Regions from separate parts of the Mus musculus genome. Here region 1 is linked to region 2. A link is a contact called in public Hi-C data. All regions are on one chromosome and are shown on one strand. The core of a region is the stretch at or near the end of the contact, and the rest is flanking DNA. Distances in the headings are between cores, read along the strand shown. Region 1 overlaps Dnm3 (dynamin 3). Region 2 overlaps Dnm3 (dynamin 3).

Region 1 (3,986 bases), core at 548-3,047, 95 kb before region 2:
GGTTAGTAGCTGGTTAGTAGTTGGTTAGTAGCATGGGCATGGCCATCAGGAAGGAACCAGAACTCTGTCTCTTCCTCTGCCGCATAAGGAGCATATTACCTTTCTTCTAAGATCATTGTGTGGAATAAAGGAAGTATCAGAGTATGTGTGGATTTGTTAGCTCAGTTCCTGGCACGAAGTAAATGCTGGCTGTTGTCACTGTCCTTGGGTTCCTAGAAATGGGGTCAGAGTTATATTCTGACTTCCTAGAAAGTTAAAGCCACGAAGGGACACCCAAACACACAAGTGTTGCGTAGCCAAGTCCTTCAGAGTGGTGACAGATGTTCCAGTCTTGAACTAAAGGACATTTCCTTAAATATTTCATGTTGCATCTTAATTGGGCTATTAAGCATTTTTATGTATGCTTTGCCTCAATTGTGAGGTTAGTCCATCAGACATTAAAACCTCTCTCCTTTTTGTTTTTCATAGTAAGTCAGTCACTGTTAAGACTTTCCTAGGTCTGAACTTGGCTTCAAGGCACCCTGTACAGTGCCTGGTCCTTCTATAGGTGTCCAGAAACCTCTGCTCAGCTGACATTTAAATGAGATATATCTTTGAACACTTTACTCTATTGAACTTGTCTCTCATGATGGTATTTTCTACAGAAAACAGGGGCAAAGGAAAGGAAAAGAAAGGTGTGGACAATACTTCCCTGTGCCTCTTTCTGGGTGTGCCAGTGTGAATAGTCACTTTTTTCTTACTGGAAGAGCAAGTCAGGAAATAGTTCTTCTACCTCTTAACCCTCCCTCTTTCTCCTCACACTGCTCCTGTCTTCCGTTTCATTGACTTTAACCATCGAGCTGGAGAGTTACCAGTGGCTTGGATCTTCCTTGAAGGAAGAGACCAGCATTTTACTAGTCTTGAAAACCACTCCTCCAAAGCTAGTGTGACTTCCATGGGCATTGGCTTAAGATGACCAGAGCACAAAAGACTCTGCAGTCATTCAAACAGCGCACTGGTCAAAATTCACTCTGAGGCTGCCTTTGCTCAATGTTGGATGTTTATTTATTGACGTAGGTTCCTAGTCTATGTTTTCTTTCAAATTACATCCCACCAGTTTCTTTTCATGACCTGTCAGAGATTCTGCAATAGTTATATGACATCATAGATGTGTTAGAAGAAGTTGCACATCAGTAATAAAACAACGAATAGTCATGTCCTGGATGTAATTATAAACTTCTTACTTCAAAGATCTCCTTACTTAAAGCCAAAAGATTATATTCCAAAAGGCGTTTACAAAGCCCAGGTATTTGTAGAACAACGAATTAATGACGTCTGTCAATACGTATTCATCAGGCAGCCACAGGGGCTCTCTCATCCAGGTAACTTCTCTTCGGCAGCCATACACTGAATGGAACTCCACAGCAAACTTGTTTTTCTTTGGCATTTGACATTGAAATATCCCCCTGCTTCTCATTATGTTACTCAACTTCCCACTGCTATAACAAAATGCTCAAAGCGGTAAATTATCACAAGAAAAAGGTTACTTGGCTCATGATTCTGTTAGTTCTGCTCCAAGACTAAGTAGAGTTGGGCTTCTGGTGATGTCATCGTATCATAGTGGAATGAATTACTATTAAGAATGCTGATCTAATCCCTCCTACCTAAGTCAAACCTTAATAGGGCTCGACCCTAACGAGTATTCTGTGCACCCATGACTCTCAGATATCTATCATTCAGTATAATTGTGGTGGATCCACTTTCACATCTTGCATCCAGATGCCTGTACATTGGAAAAACACTTTTCCCTTATCAGACCTTGGGCACATCTGCTGGAAGCATCTCTGCCAGGCAGATTCTGAGCAAGCTGTCTGTTCTGAGGATGCCTGTCCTTGCAACAGAAGCTTCTCCCAAACCGTCAGGGTGACTGGCTTGACCCACAGCTTGGCTGGATGCTGTAAGCTCCCAGCGTCTGGCCAGGTAGGCCCTTCAGAATGTGAGCTGTCCTTATGATGAGGTAGTCATCTGTGGAGAAAGGCTCTTTGGGAGCTTTAATAATCCACAGAGGCCAAACTATCAAATAGCCAGTGTTCTGTTCTGCAACCACTTTCCAAAAGCTGCAGCAGTAAAAGACAGCTGCATAGCTGGAAAGAGAAAAAGAAAAGGCTTGTGTTGGTCTTCCATAAGCAAGGCCAAGGTCAAAATTTTATTTGTTCACAAATAAAATTTAAGGCCTCGACCACACTGGAACTTTTCCTCATGTGCTTTTTTTTCCTCCCCCAAATTTAATTCCTTTTATCATCTAGTGTGCTGACCAGATGTTGAGCTCTGAACGTAGGCCTTTAACATGCAGGGTTTGCCAACCCTGGCAATGCCTGCTTCTTACTACATGCAAGAATCCCAGTAGTACTCTTTTAGGGTAGGCTTCCATGAGGGGCAAGGGTAAAGCTGGTCCAGTCTCCTGACTGGTGATCCTGTGGGTGCTTTCAAACGTTCTGCATTTGCCAAAATTAGCTTGAGTGATACTTGTAGTAGTAAATTTAACAAGAAGAAGAAGGAGGAGGAGGAGGAGGAGGAGGAAAAGAAGAAGGAGGAGGAGGAGGAGGAAAAGAAGAAGAAGAAGGAGGAGGAGGAGGAGGAGGAGGAGGAGGAGGAGGAGGAGGAGGAGGAGGAGGAGGAGGGGAAGAAGGAGCAGGAGAAAAGGAGAAGGAGGAGAAGGAGGAGGAGGAGAAGAAGGAGATGAAGAAGAAGAAGGAGACGACGAAGACGAAGACGTCTCTAGCTAAACAAATGAAACATGCCCTCTCCACTCCCAAGGTCTCTGTAGTCCCGAAAGGGCTGCTTGCTCTTGTTCACTTGGTTACTCCTGGCAGGATTTGATGCTCAAACACTAAGTGGTTATTGTGCTGACTGCTTCTTTTCTCTTGCAGTCTCAAATGTGAATACAAAGGATGCTGTAGCGCTTCCTATTTCCTTTGCCTTCGACTCAAATTCTGTTTATGTTTTCTTCCTTTCTCCCTCAGTGCCTGTTGGTTTCTTTCTTATGAATTCCCCTTTGCATGCACACCCCCTGTGCTCTGACCTCTTCTTGGCTTGTTTTATTGCCTGAAGCAGGAGCGCCTTCACCCCTGGCCCAGGCTGACTTCGAACTTGTGGCTGTCTTCTGCCTCTGGAGTGCTGGGATGATGGCTAAATCACCATGCTTGGTTGATCTGCCCATTTCAATAGGATCTTTCCCTGTGTCAGCCTATCTTACCTTGATTCCTGACTTTTCCCTCGGTTTCTCAGTGAAAAGCAATGTAAGAAAGAATTATTTTTCCAAATTTCCACATTAAACCGATTGTCATCTGTTTGTGGACAATGTGTCTCCACCTCTCTGTAAAGGACAAACCTCGTGAGCCTCTGTGAAGTGCTGTCAGGGTTCGGTGCTGAGGACAGGGCCGTGAATTCCCCAAGCAGTGACAAGGGGTGTGTGCAACCAAAGCTGCTACACTCCTCATGTGCGGCTCTCTAAATTGGAAAACCTATTGGGATGTAAATGGCTGTAGTTTTATAGTAGGATGATAGTTAAGGCATCTTATTTACCTTTGTTCCATGCCTTCGTAGTATGTGTGTCTCTGTGTGTGTGTATGAATGCATGTGTGAGTGTGTGTATATGTGTGCATGTGTGTGTGTGTATGAATGCATGTGTGAGTGTGTGTATATGTGTGCATGTGTGTGTGTGTATGAGTGCATGTGTGAGTGTGTGTGTGTGTGAGAGAGAGAGAGAGAGAGTGTGTCTATGTGTGCCTGTGTGTGAGTATGTGTGTGTGAGAGAGAGTGTCTGTGTGTGAGTATGTGTTTGTGTTAGTGTGTGTATGTGAGTGTGTGTGAGAGACTATGTCTATGTGCGTGCGTGTGTGTGTGTGTGTGTCTATGAGTATATGTGTGAGTGTGTGTGAGAGAGAGTGTCTTGTTTGTGAGTGTGTATCTGTGTATGAAACTCTGTGTATGAAAGTCTGTGTGTG
Region 2 (3,978 bases), core at 1,359-3,858:
GATAACCAATGTATTGATGTCTACCAGGGGGCTGCAATGCTACCAGAGGATAGTAGATAACCGATGTATTGATGTCTACCAGGGAGCTGCAGTGCCACCAGAGGATAGTAGATAACCAATGTATTGATGTCTACCAGGGGGCTGCAATGCTACCAGAGGATAGTAGATAACCAATGTATTGATGTCTATCAGGGAGCTGCAGTGCCACCAGAGGATAGTAGATAACCGATGTATTGATGTCTATCAGGGAGCTGCAATGCCACCAGAGGATAGTAGATAACTGATGTACCTTCTTCCCTCATCTACATAATGAGCTACCAGTACTTGATCCAGTGCAAACATATAGACTGACATTGAACAGCAGCACAGAGTCATAAAGAAGCCCCGCCCCCCGACAATCCAGGAGGTACTTTATACAAGCTTTATACACCAAAATAAAATTTACTCTAAATTGTCACAAGAATTTACAGATGGTGGGAATCAGGGACCATAGTTAAAGAAACACTGACTTAAATGTCTTTCTTTGCTTAAGGCGTTAGAAGCACATCAGAATTTTGTAAGCCTAGCCTTAGACTAGGCAGCTACTTAGCATTGAACAACTTAAAGGTGACTCAAGCCACAGGTCTCACTTCTTATCTCGTCATTAAAATCCTTGATGCTTTTGTAGATAGAAGGATCTAAGAACTCAAATTCATATATACAGTATCAGGAAATACTAGTTATTGGTGGTTGATTATCTTGAAGATATTAATACATGACTCGTAAACACAGTCATACGTGAAGCAAAGCTGGAAGACACGAGGCCCAGGGGGTATCCTACAGCAACATGCACTGAAGCACTTCCTACTGTTGGAGAATCCACAGAAGAAAGAACACGGTCCCCACTCAGGCTGCATCAGACCTAGGTGGTACTTCAGAGTAAACAAAGTGTGAGAGGAAACCTCTGAGGAAGCGGGGGGGGGGGGGGGGGAGAACCCAGAACAAGGAGACAGCAGGCGTCTATACACTACAGCTTTGAGGGCGGCAGAAATGCAGGACCAACTGTAAGTCTTGATAAGGAAGACAAAGCTCACACTTCCCAGTCTGCACTGAGACTCCTGGGCACTGTCCTCTATGTGTGCGAGCATCTCTATCAGAAAAGGTTAACGGTGCTCTAATTATGGAATTAGCATGTTTTATGCCCTTTAAGAGCTTGTCCCCAGGTCCTTTTCTTGATCTCTTCTAGGAGCAAGGGGGAATGACAATTATACCTGCACCTATGTTTCCCACACCCTCAGTCCATAGTTCTGAAGTTCTCCCACACCCTCCTGGAATCATGAGGCACACTTTTAGGTGAATTGCAGCAATGATTTAGCTGCTATGTACAGGTCTGGCTTGACCCTGTTCATGTTCAATGTGTATTTACATCTGAACCTGGAGCTGCCTTTCTGTCCCCACCTCCTAGTTCAATGGGCTACATGTATACTGTCGCAAATATATTGGAGGATACTATAATTCTAAGTGCCAATTTGATTTTTTTTTAAAGAGATTTTAGTTTTCTCCAAGGAAGGGGGAAATTAACATGTCAGGAGTCCCTAAGTGTGCAGCCTACCCCATGGTCTTATTGACCTTGTCCCCTTCCTGAACCATGAGTTACACATAAGACAGTGATTGGTGAACTAAGTGACTTAGGGATTCCCACAGCTGGGGTCACTACAAACCATGGGTCCTTTCTTCTTTGTCCTATCCTTCATGGGGATCCCCTTCCTGTGGACTTGGGCCTCAGAAGGTGAGGATGGATTAGCCCACCTGAGCAGGCATGGGAAGCAGAGAGTAGTGGCTCCCCCCAACCCCACCCCAGGAATATAGCTTTGCTCTTCCACTCATGCCCCTTGCCTCCTGAGGCTCTATTTGGAGTGTGAGCATGCATGTGTGTGTGTGTGTGTGTGTGTGTGTGTGTGTGTGTGTGTGTGTGTGCGTGTGTGTGCCTCTCTCTCTCTCTGTATGTATGTGTATATCTGTGTGTCTGTGTCTGTATATCTGTGTGTCTGTGTGTTTCATTACCCTCACCTCCAAAGCAGTAGGTAGCCTAACACTCACCATTAGGGTTGACAAAGGAGAAGCATCCTGGTTCCTGTCCCCCTTTTCAAAGCCTATTCTTTTGGAGACATGCTTGAGCCAGTATCAGTGCACAGTGGGCCAGCCGTCTTAGAACAATCCAGCCAAATGTCCTCTGATGTCCAGGGCTATGTCTAGAAGGCACTTACAGGGGCTCCTCTTCCCCTGTTCATGAGTCTGACTCCCTGGGAGAAGGACTCTTAACTACCTTGGCAGGGACAAAGGATGTGGGGCTCACTGCACTCTCCCTTTCCCTATCAGAAGACATCTCTTCAAATGATGTTAATATCGGCAGACCAAAAAGCAGACAGTTAAACACAAAACAGTTCGGTTGTAGCCACAAAGCACTTAAAAATACTTGGCTAGTTTGGTTGACTCCCCCCACCCAACCCTCCCTTTTCTCCTTAGTGTTGCCCAGCCCCTTCTCAGTGTTTCTATGCAGAGATGATAGAGGAGAGGGGAACGGAAGCTTTGATGTTTGTATGCAGCTTGCTGACAAATGATGGAGGAAAATTTCAAGCCATTCATCTGCTGAGCTCTGGGAATCGTCAGAAGGTTTTATTTGTACTATGCCTTCCTGACCCACATTTTCTCAGAGAAGTAAAAGAAAAGAAAATGTGCTGGATTTGTAAACAGAGCACTTTTATTAAGCTGTGCTTTTACAAATGTATGGTGCACTCAGCCAAAATAACACTTATTTAATACAAGTACCCCCAAGGCCTGTGCATGAAGAGTGTTGTATGGTTAACATGCTCCGAGCTGCTACAGAGTAAGCATAATTTCAGCTCTTGTGGCTGCTTTTATATTCACATATGATTTAGCATACAGCCACAAGAGTCAACATGGAAGAGTATTTGTCTTTGAGTTTTAATGCCAGGAATCTGAATCATGTTGTGTACTCTTCCTAGTAAGCCCATCATTGCTCCAAACTTAAAAGTTTCTCTTTGTTAAAAAAATATGAAAATTGCCTTGCCTTAGAACACAGAAAGAAATGAAAAAAAAAATGTAACCAGCAAGCATTTGAAACACGCTTATTTAAAGGGCTTGCAGCATGTGGAGCCATGATGTCTAAAAACTACTTTCCTTCTGAGTAACTGAAAACAAAAACAAAGCACTAAGCTTAGTACTTAAGCTTGGCTTTAGAAAGTTAACTTACAAGGTTCACTGCTGCTATGGATAGCCTGGTGCTTCCGACGTGCAAGCAGCTGGGCGCTTCCTCCCTTCCTCGTTCATAAGTGTTGCCTTTGGTTGTCTTGCATAGCTGGGCAAGTGCTATCCCTCTCGCTCATACCCTGGATTTCAAATCTCAAATCCAATAAGCATGCAATGACTCTGAGTGGAAAGTTTAGGAAATTAAAGACTGTGTGAGCATATGGTACACATATATGTTAGCATGTGCAGCATGTAAGTTGTTGCTGTTGCTTGGGAAGGGGGTACTGATTAATGTGACTGTTTTGCTAAAGCACGAATATAGAAATTTATTAGATAGTGCTAGTGTATTTTCAGAACACTTTCTTGCTAACTAGTCCTTTTTCTGGTTAGTTTAAATGAAAAAAATATGTTAAGAGGATAAATCACTCTGTGGACAGCTATAAAGGGGAAAATTACAGAGGCCAGTTTGAATTTCCAGGAAAGGGTCCCCACAGTGAAATCTGGAAGTGAGGCTCCACCAGCTTAAAGGTAGTGTGTCAGAATGTCCTGTCAGACTTCTTGGAGCGAGTAAATACTTAGGCCGATTCTGAACCAAGAGCAAAGCACCCCAGCTGGTGTGGGAGGTGACAGAAGTCACTGGCTTTCTTTGTCTTCCCAATGGAAATAGGCCATGTTCAGTTCCATTCTAGAGTCCAAGTAAGCACAGGCATGGCCCCAATAGCCCCAAAC

The links. A called contact is a pair of places that touch in the nucleus more often than the background predicts.
Region 1: a contact with region 2 is called in a Hi-C map of uterus, with 3 times the contacts expected there. The contact joins two enhancer-like sites. A contact is called at or near these places in 5 of 39 promoter capture datasets (the SN4741 cell line, cranial neural crest, frontonasal cranial neural crest and 2 more), 8 of 484 Hi-C or Micro-C datasets (the 3T3-L1 cell line, the C2C12 cell line, the N1E-115 cell line and 4 more), 5 of 115 datasets of contacts at active chromatin or transcription factors (craniofacial prominence, embryonic fibroblasts, embryonic limb bud and 2 more) and 2 of 9 other capture datasets (adipose tissue and pancreatic islet).

Annotation. Positions count from the first base shown.
Region 1 is chr1:162,237,197-162,241,182 of GRCm38.p6, reverse strand. All of the region lies in intron 13 of Dnm3 (dynamin 3), which reads left to right. Among named protein-coding and RNA genes, the nearest start is that of Mir214, 16 kb to the right of the region's middle. Within about 2 kb of position 1,797, at least 12 of the 459 cell types and tissues checked have an H3K27ac peak or open chromatin away from gene starts, as enhancers often do. A contact at or near this core is called in uterus, where this site is marked.
Region 2 is chr1:162,143,026-162,147,003 of GRCm38.p6, reverse strand. The region is part of intron 14 of Dnm3 (dynamin 3); the gene reads left to right. Among named protein-coding and RNA genes, the nearest start is that of Dnm3os, 73 kb to the left of the region's middle. Within about 2 kb of position 2,608, at least 16 of the 459 cell types and tissues checked have an H3K27ac peak or open chromatin away from gene starts, as enhancers often do. A contact at or near this core is called in uterus, where this site is marked.